2 separate regions of the Sus scrofa genome follow, and region 2 is linked to region 1. Evidence: chromatin contacts called from public Hi-C data. All regions are on one chromosome and are shown on one strand. Each heading gives the region's core, a stretch centred on a gene start, on an enhancer-like site or on the middle of the called end of the contact. The rest is flanking DNA. Distances are from core to core; before and after follow the strand shown. Region 1 has its middle 18 kb from the start of BTG3. Region 2 overlaps CHODL (chondrolectin).

Region 1 (4,290 bases), core at 1,206-3,705:
CTTACTGAAATAGAAGAGCAAATTTCTCTCCTTGATGCCGCTTGTTAACATGAAGAAAAGAAGCCCTTTCCTTGCCTAAATCACTGCCGTAGAACTCAGTGTTGAGGATTCCCTCTTCAGCACTCACCTCTGCTTTCTTAGATTAGATACAACTGTGTAGCCACCTTTCCCTTGTTAGACTACAGGAATCTGCATAAGAGCTGAGGCATTTCTTACTGATCTGTGTGTTCTCTCTGGGGTTCACAACAGAGCTTTCATTCTTGAGTGTCTCCTAAGTTGAGGCACCATGTTAAAGACAGGACTTTGCCTCAGACACATAAAGATGTTGTTCCATACAATGCATTAATTAAAGTATAGCACTAACACAGCTTTAGGGAGAGTCAATAAACATTTGATAAATGTAACTGTGAACAATTACTAACTATACCCTCAGGATTGCCATCAGTCCAAGAATGGCACTTTGGTATGTGTGTGTGTTGCGGGGGGTTGGGAGGGGTGTTTTGTTTCGTTTTTAGGGCCGCACCCGAGGCATATGGAGGTTCCCTAGCTAGAGGTCTAATCGTAGCTACAGCTGCCAGCCTAAGCCACAGCCACAGCAACGCCAGATCCGCCAGATCCGAGCCATGTCTACAACCTACACCACAGCTCACGGCAACGCCAGATCCTTAACTCACCAAATGAGGCCAGGGATCATATCCACAACCTCATGGTTCCTCATTGGATTCATTTCCACTGTGCCATGACGGGAACTCCTGATATGTGGTTTTGTCCAACAGTTTTATTACACCTCTCTATAGCTTGATTAGGAAATCAGATGCTTAATTTTTTCCAGGTTTGGGGACAATATAACTAGGCTTCCATATCCATGGGATACACATACACAGACTCAACCAACCATGGATCAAAAATACTTGAAGGAGTTCCCATTGTGGCTTAGAGGGCTCAGAACCCGATATAGTATCTGTCAGAATGTGGGTTTGATTCCTGGCCTCGCTCAGTGGCTTAAGGATCCAGTGTTGCCAGAACCTGTGGTATAGGTTGCAAACACGGCTTCGATCCCATGTGCTATGGCTGTGGTGTAGGCTGGTAGCTGTAGCTCTGATTTGACCCCTAGCTCCAGAACTTCCATATGCCACAGGTGTGGCTGCAAAAAGGAAAAAAAAAAAAAAAAAAAAAAAACTTTAAAGAAAATTCCAGAAAATTCCAAAAAACAAAACTTAAATTTGCTCTGTGCCAGCAAATATTTACATGGCATTTTTATTATATTAGTAACATAAGTAACCTAGAGATGATTTAAAACATAAGGAGGAAAAAACTATTATTTGCAAATACTCAGGCAAGGACTTGAGTATCTGCAGCTTTTGGTATTTGGTCCTGGAATGATTTCCTCTGCCTGGGGTTTTTAGGGCACTGTGACTATTCTTTCTAACACTGTAATGATGGATACACTTGCCAAAACCCATAGAATGGACAACACCATGAGTGAACCCTAAGGTTCATCAGGACCTTTGGGTATAATGATGTGTCATTAATAGTCACAAAGTACCACCACTTTTGTGGAGATGTTGATACTGGGTGAGGCTGGGGAGAGCTGGGAGCATACAAGGAATCTCTGTACTTTCTACTCAGTTTTGCTGTGAACTTAAAACTGCTCTAAAAAACTAAGGTGCTTAAAAGATAAAAATAGGAGTTCCCTTGTGGTACAGTGGGTTAAGGATCTGACCTGTCACTGTAGGGCTTGGGTCACTGCTGTGGTGCAGTTTTGATCTCTAGCCTGAGAATTTCCACATGCCATGGGGTGGCCAAAAATAAATAAAGTATATTAAAAAGAAAAATTACTAAAAGATATTCTCTATAGTCATAATGTATCAAGTATAATTTATAAAGTTATTTCTTTCCTTTGAAAAACTTATGGTTTCCAAATGAGATAGGTTGGGGAGTGGGGATGCACTGAGGGTTTGGGATGGAAATGCTGTAAAATTTGGTTGTTGTGATTGTTGTCCACCTATAAATGTAATAAAATTCATTAAGTAGTTAAAAAATATATTTCTTTCCTTTTGGGGTTCTCGTGCTAGATTTGGCTTGTGTTGTATTCTTTTATTTTTTACCATGGGCAGATTACATATTACCTTAGCAATGAGTTAGCTGAGAGGCAGTCAGGCAAAAGGCTTCATTGAAGCCCTTCCTTTGAAGTCAGACAACTGGGCCATATGAGTTTGGGTCTGTGTGACACCTCTAACCCTCAGTTTCCTCCTTTGGAAAACTGGAATGGCAACAGTTACTGTGTTTATAGGGTTGTTTTGAGGAGGAATAAATGAGGAGATTTAAGGTACCTCATACATACTGTGTGCTGAATAAATATTAGTACATTGGACTGTTATTGATTCTGGCTATTCATAATCCACTCCCTCTAAGTTTGGTAAACACAACCCAATTTCCCCTCAGAGAAGTACTTCTGCCAATCTCAGACCACATGGTTTTGTTGACGCTGGCCCCACTGAACTCCAGGTGGTACACTGGACACAGGCCAGAGCCAATCAGCTCACCACATCCCCAAGCCAGGCCAATTCATTCAGGGATGGGCAAACAACCCAACTCAGGACAAGAATACAAACTTCTGGACAGAGGCAGGCACTCTTTTCTAGTGGCCTTAAGGTTGAGAAAATGTGAAGTCTGAGGCTGCTATAGCTCTGTTTAACATTTCAAGAAGAGAGGATGTCTAAGAATGGTGCAAGAAAGAAGAGAAGAGAGACTGGAGAGAAACAGGACCGCAACAGGCATCCCCGTGCCTATGACTTTCAGTTACGTGATCAGATAACATCCCTCTTTACTTCAGCCAATGTAGGTTGAGTTTTCTGTCCAAAAGAGTTGTAACGACTCAGCTGTTATTACTCATGAAAGTGTTACTGAAAGGATGATGTACATCGAAATTTAAGAACATAATTGAGATGTAATATTTTAATTACTCAAAATCATGCCAATCTGACAATTACTTCTGCAGTCTGCATATTACTTCAGAAAAAGAGAAGGGAATTTCCTCAATCTGATAAGAGGCACATATGCAAATCCTATAGCTGTGCTGTGTAAATGGTGAAAGACTGAACACATCCTTCCTAAGATGGGGAACAAGACAAAGATGTCCACTCTCATCATTTCTACTTAGCATTGCACTGGAGGTTCTAACACTACAATAAGGTAAGAAAAGAAATAAAAGCAAACAGATCGGAAAGAAAGAAGCAAATCCCTGTTTATTCACAAACAATAGATCATCTATATAAAAAATTCTATAGAATCTGCAAATAGGCTACTAGAATAGAACTGAATTTAGTAAGATGGCAAGTTTTAAAGTCAATGTAAAAAAACAATTGCATTTCTATATATTAGCAATGAACAATCAGATATCGAAATTAAAAAAAATTTTTTTGTCTTTTTAGGGCTGCACCCTTTGCATATGGAGGTTCCCAGGCTAGGGGTCAAATCAGAGCTGTAGCCGCTGGCCTACACCATAGCCACAGCAATGCAGGATCCAAGCCACATCTGTGACCTATACCACAGCTCACATCGACACTGGATCCTTAACCCACTGAGTGAGGCCAGGGATCGAACCTATGTCCTTACAGATACTAGTCGGGTTTGTTAACCATTGAGCCACAATGGGAACTCCTGAAGTTAAATGTTACTGTTTAGAATGGCATCAAAATACGAAATGCTTAATAATAAATTTGAAAAAAAAAGTTTATGACTCATACACTAAAAATTACAAACATTGCTGAAAAAAATTAAAGACAAGTAAATGAAGAGAAACTGTGTTTATAGATTAGAAGACTCTATATTATTAAGATGTCAATTTTCTCCAAAATGATCTGGATATAGATTCAAGGCATCCTAGTCAAAATCCCAGCAGGCTACTTTCTAGAAGCAGCAAGCTGCTTTTAAACTTTACATGAAAATGCAAAAAGATCAGAGTAGCTGAAACAACTTGGGGGAAAAAAAGAACAAAGTTACAGGACATTGTGAGTTTTTAAAAGTACTTTTTAGGAAGTCATTTCTAGGAGTATAATTATCAGATAAAAGGTAGAAATATCTCTAAGAAAAACAATCTTATTAAAATAAATTTTACAGATCAAAATTATTTCAGACTTGCAATATTTCAAAAGTAAATTAGTTGTCATGAGCTTGCACTTCAGACCTGGTAAGAAGGAAATGGGATAGGGTGAGGGTGTGACAAGTGAAGTGTATGATAGACAAGGGAAAAAAATCAGGTTTACTAAATAAATTAATATAGTGGTA
Region 2 (4,290 bases), core at 797-3,296, 230 kb before region 1:
ATCATCTGACCCTGTGTGTCATCTGAGCCTAACGGTATACACTGGCATGTCCACTGCCTCCATCTGATGATTCGTGCAGGTAGGGAACATTGAGATATGCCTCATCCCTGTCTCCAGGGCCCATGTAGGTCCAACACAATCTCTGCTGCTACTAGGAGACTCCTGAGGGTTAACACCTCTTCTACATCAGTACCATACTGGGATACAGGACATCGGTGTGACAGTCTAAGATGCCGTATTTTTTCTAAAATACGGAACCTTCAGAGAATGGCTGTGCTGAGTGCTCTTTTAGTGGCCCCATATATGTATATCTTTAATGGTCAAAGTATTATTAGGGTCTAAGTTTATAGAGATCAAAAATGGGCAGCATAGTACTTAAGTCAGAGTCCCATCAAGAAACAGAAACAGATAGGATCTGACCATCTCTCCAAGGCTCGTCCTAAGAAGCAAGATAGAAAGAGGCAATCACAGAGTCTATAAATCAATTGGAAATGCCACTATCTGCCTGAAGAAGATCTACCCCGCTCTTATCCCCAGCTCCGCCGTTTTTATTTTCTTGGGGTCTTAGCATTTCAGAAAAGAAAAGCCAGGGAGAGAATGGAAACCAATTAGATTTTACCAAACCTTCACCTTCCATGTTCTTATCCAATCAATGAGCACAGAACAGCACATCTGCTTGAAGAGAGAAAAGGACAAAAGGGTGAAGACAAATATGGTGGGGGGCGGGGTGGGATTTCAAAAATCTTCTCACCCAGGAAAACCTGGAACCACAGCAAACATCATCAAACAGCAGGAGCCACAAAGGAGATGGAGCCACTTCTGAAAATACCACCTGGGGCAAAGACATAGAGGGAAAATGCCCCATTTCCTGGTGTATTTCTCTTCCCCTCACACCCTTGTTACTTATCTTGCCTTCTCTCTGTAGCCTTACTCTTGCCCTGCAGCCCTGGCCTTTAACCTGCTCCCCTTTCTGGACTTGGCTCAGGTGGCCCTCATATCCCAGCATCTGCAGTGCTTCCTACCATTACAGTTCCCAGCCCATCTGTGCAGCACCTGCAGTTCAGCTCAAGATCTTGCTGAGTGGGGTTTCTGATACTTACAAATGAGAGTTCTGATCCAGTTCATAAACAGTCATGTGATCTGTCATCTGTTCATAAATCTTACATTTTTTGCCTAAGAATAATGATTTTCTTTTCTTTTACTTCCTCATTTTCTATTCATTTTCATCACCAGTACTATCTGTTGACATTCTCTTTGGAATGGTTGTTCATTAAGAAACATAATTTTAATATTTCATCAGATACTATGTTCATGAGAACAAGTAAAAATAAAACCACTCCTGTGAACTAGAAATGCTGCACAATCTTTCTAGACCTCAGAAAAAAAGAAAACACACTGGCGAGCTAGGGAAAGGAACATTAGTGCACCCGATCGTGAGGCCTCAGGACACTAGACCTGGCAGTCTGGCACAGTTGAGCACACATACAGGTTTTCAGCCAGACAGACATGTGATCATTTTAAGCCTCATTTTCTTCATTTGTAAATGGCTGTCATCTATTAAGACCAGTTTTCTTTGAGATGCGTGTTGCTTTTCTGATTCAAGGTTGTTGATCCACTCAGGCTGCTGGCAGGTCATTTGACTGTAAATGCAAGACCCTTCAAAACTGGCCCTTATTCAATCACTTCCATGCCCCTTCCAAGTTGCGCAGAAATCAATGATCTGCAATCCCCTATCACTCTGGGTTCTGGGTCAGTGGTTAGGGTTGTCTGAGATACATTACCACTTCTGCCCTTGCACACAGAGAAATTGCTGTACCCCTCCCCATGGCACACCGAGACCAGCAGGAGCCCTGGGAGGTTGACTGAGCCCATCTTCCTGGACACATCACACCACAGGTTTTACCCCTGATGTGTAATTTCAAAGATGCCCAGTCCTTGGTAGTCCATCTCCTTTCCCACGGAGGCTCAGGTCCAGAGGGTGCTGATAAATGTTTAACCACCAGCTCTCCGGCGTGGGGTGGAAGAGCATTTGCCAAGTTCCAGAGAGGAATCTGCCAGGGCTGATTTCAAGTGAGCTGTGTGATACCAACAAGCTCACAGAGCTCCTACAAAGGTGACCACTGGCTCTCAGAAGCCTGGGCAAGGCAGACCCAGCATACTGTGGTGCAGATTTCAGAGCCCTTCAGCCTATCCAAGATTTCTCCCATGCTAGAGTTGAGGAAGGCAAAAAACAAGTGCTAGACCCCTGTTTTCAGTGACAGCCTCATATCTAATCTCCTGTTTGCCTTTTCACTTTCTTTAGTCTTTGGCCCAGAGAATCTGGAGAAGAAAAAAACAACCTTTTATCTAATCTTCCACATCCATTGATTCCTGGAAATAGAAACAGATTAGCCAAGAATTGACTTCTTTTGTAATCTGATTTATCCGTGTTGACCCTTCCCTACAGCAAGGTAGGCAGAATACCTAACAGTTGAAATGGAGGAAACTGGGTTTAGAAAATTTTAAAGGAAAAAGTTTTTTATATCTTAATACATATTATTTCACCTCATAATCAAAATAATCTCCAAAAGATAAATGAAATAATGATCTCTTATTTAAGAATTTATAATTTCCTTGCTCATGTTGACGTGAAACAGACTGCCAGATTTTTCTTCAGCAAAGATGGGTTTATTCCAGATCAGCAAAAGAATTGCAATTCCAGGTCTACAACCATGGTGAGCCACATGCAAGTCCCCACATGGCACGGGAAATTTAAAGAGGGAGAAAGAAAGTTGGGAGGGCTGGAGTAAACAAATAATCCATGGTTTTCATTGGCTGAGTCCTTGCCAGGAAAGAAGAGAAAAACTCCCTCTTCCAGTCTCCTGACTCTATGTAACAGTTTAGTAATGTTTTTGCAATTGACACAGATTTACTGCATGCTAGTACAAGCTTATTAACTGTAAGTGTCTGTGCTAGCAACTAAATATATAAAGATGAGTAAGGCTGGCTAATCTTGAGGAGTTCACAAATCTCACAGATATAGTCTCTAACAAGAGTACTGATTAAATTTATATATATATATGTATGTACATATACACACACACACTTACATATGCACACATACCCCATATAGTTTATTATAAACCATATATATAAATAAACTACATGCATGCCATGTAGTAAATACATATTTATATTATATATATATAGATATATATGGTGTATATAAATGTGGGTGTTAAAAGCAAATGAAAACGAAAAACAGTAATAAAATGATTTATCATGAAAATAACTTCTATAGAGTGGAGGAGAGCTCTATACTCAGGAAGGGGCTTCTAGAGGCTAGCATTTGTTCTTACGTTGAGGTTCCTTGATTTGTAACTATACATCTATAGCTTTATGCCCTTTTTATTATGTTACTTTCTTATTTTAAATGTCCCCCCAAGCAATTTTGCTACTTGACTATGTCAACAATTTTTCTGTTCATACCTCATATTTTCAGTCCTATAAGCATGATCTTTTTCTAGGTTTCCCAAGCAAGTTAAGACTTTTTTTGGTTTGGGGAGGGGTTGCCTTTTTTAGGGCCACACATGCAGCACACGGAGGGTCCCAGACTAGGGGTCAAATTGGAGCTGTAGCTACCCGCCTACACCACAGCCAGAGCAATGTGAGATCGATCCAAGCCACATCCACTACCTACACCTCAGCTCAGGGTAAGGCTGGATCCTTAACCCACCAGGGGAGGCCAGGGATCAAACCTGCATCTTCACAGATACTAGTCACATTTGTTAGCACTGAGTCACAATGGGAACTCCAAGTTGAGAGTTTTTAATATTCCTCAGGAAATAGATTTTAGAGACAATATCTGAGGTTTTGGTTTTTTGTTTTTTTTTTTTTTTTTTCTAACAGCTATCTACATTTAGCCCTCATTTTCTTTTCTAAATAGAAATGACTATGTTTTATCCTTCTCACCAGTAGGATACTAAGTTAAATTGTGCTGGGATCAGTGTTCATGATGGCCCAACCTTGAACAAAAAGGTACTTTCTCAGAGAGTTTCCATCATGGTGCAGCAGAAATGAATCTGACTAGGAATCATGAAGTTGCAAGTTCACCCCTGGCCTCGCTCAGTGGGTTAAGGATCCGGCGTTGCCGTGAGCTGTGGTGTAGGTCACAGACACGGCTCGGATCTGGCATTGCTATGGCTCTGGCATAGGCCAGCAGCAATAGCTCTGATTGCACCCCTAGCCTGGGAACCTCCATATGCCATGTGTGCAGCCCTAAAAAGACAAAAAAAAAAAAAGGGTACTTTC

Evidence for each region. Hi-C and Micro-C count contacts between places; a contact is called where the count stands out from the background.
Region 2: a contact with region 1 is called in a Hi-C map of liver, with 5 times the contacts expected there. The contact joins two enhancer-like sites. A contact is called at or near these places in 3 of 47 Hi-C or Micro-C datasets (embryonic fibroblasts and liver).

Annotation. Positions count from the first base shown.
Region 1 is chr13:182,243,551-182,247,840 of Sscrofa11.1, reverse strand. No RefSeq gene overlaps it. Among named protein-coding and RNA genes, the nearest start is that of BTG3, 18 kb to the right of the region's middle. Within about 2 kb of position 2,455, at least 2 of the 83 cell types and tissues checked have an H3K27ac peak or open chromatin away from gene starts, as enhancers often do. A contact at or near this core is called in liver, where this site is marked.
Region 2 is chr13:182,473,752-182,478,041 of Sscrofa11.1, reverse strand. All of the region lies in intron 2 of CHODL (chondrolectin), which reads right to left. Among named protein-coding and RNA genes, the nearest start is that of CHODL, 67 kb to the right of the region's middle. Within about 2 kb of position 2,046, at least 4 of the 83 cell types and tissues checked have an H3K27ac peak or open chromatin away from gene starts, as enhancers often do. A contact at or near this core is called in liver, where this site is marked.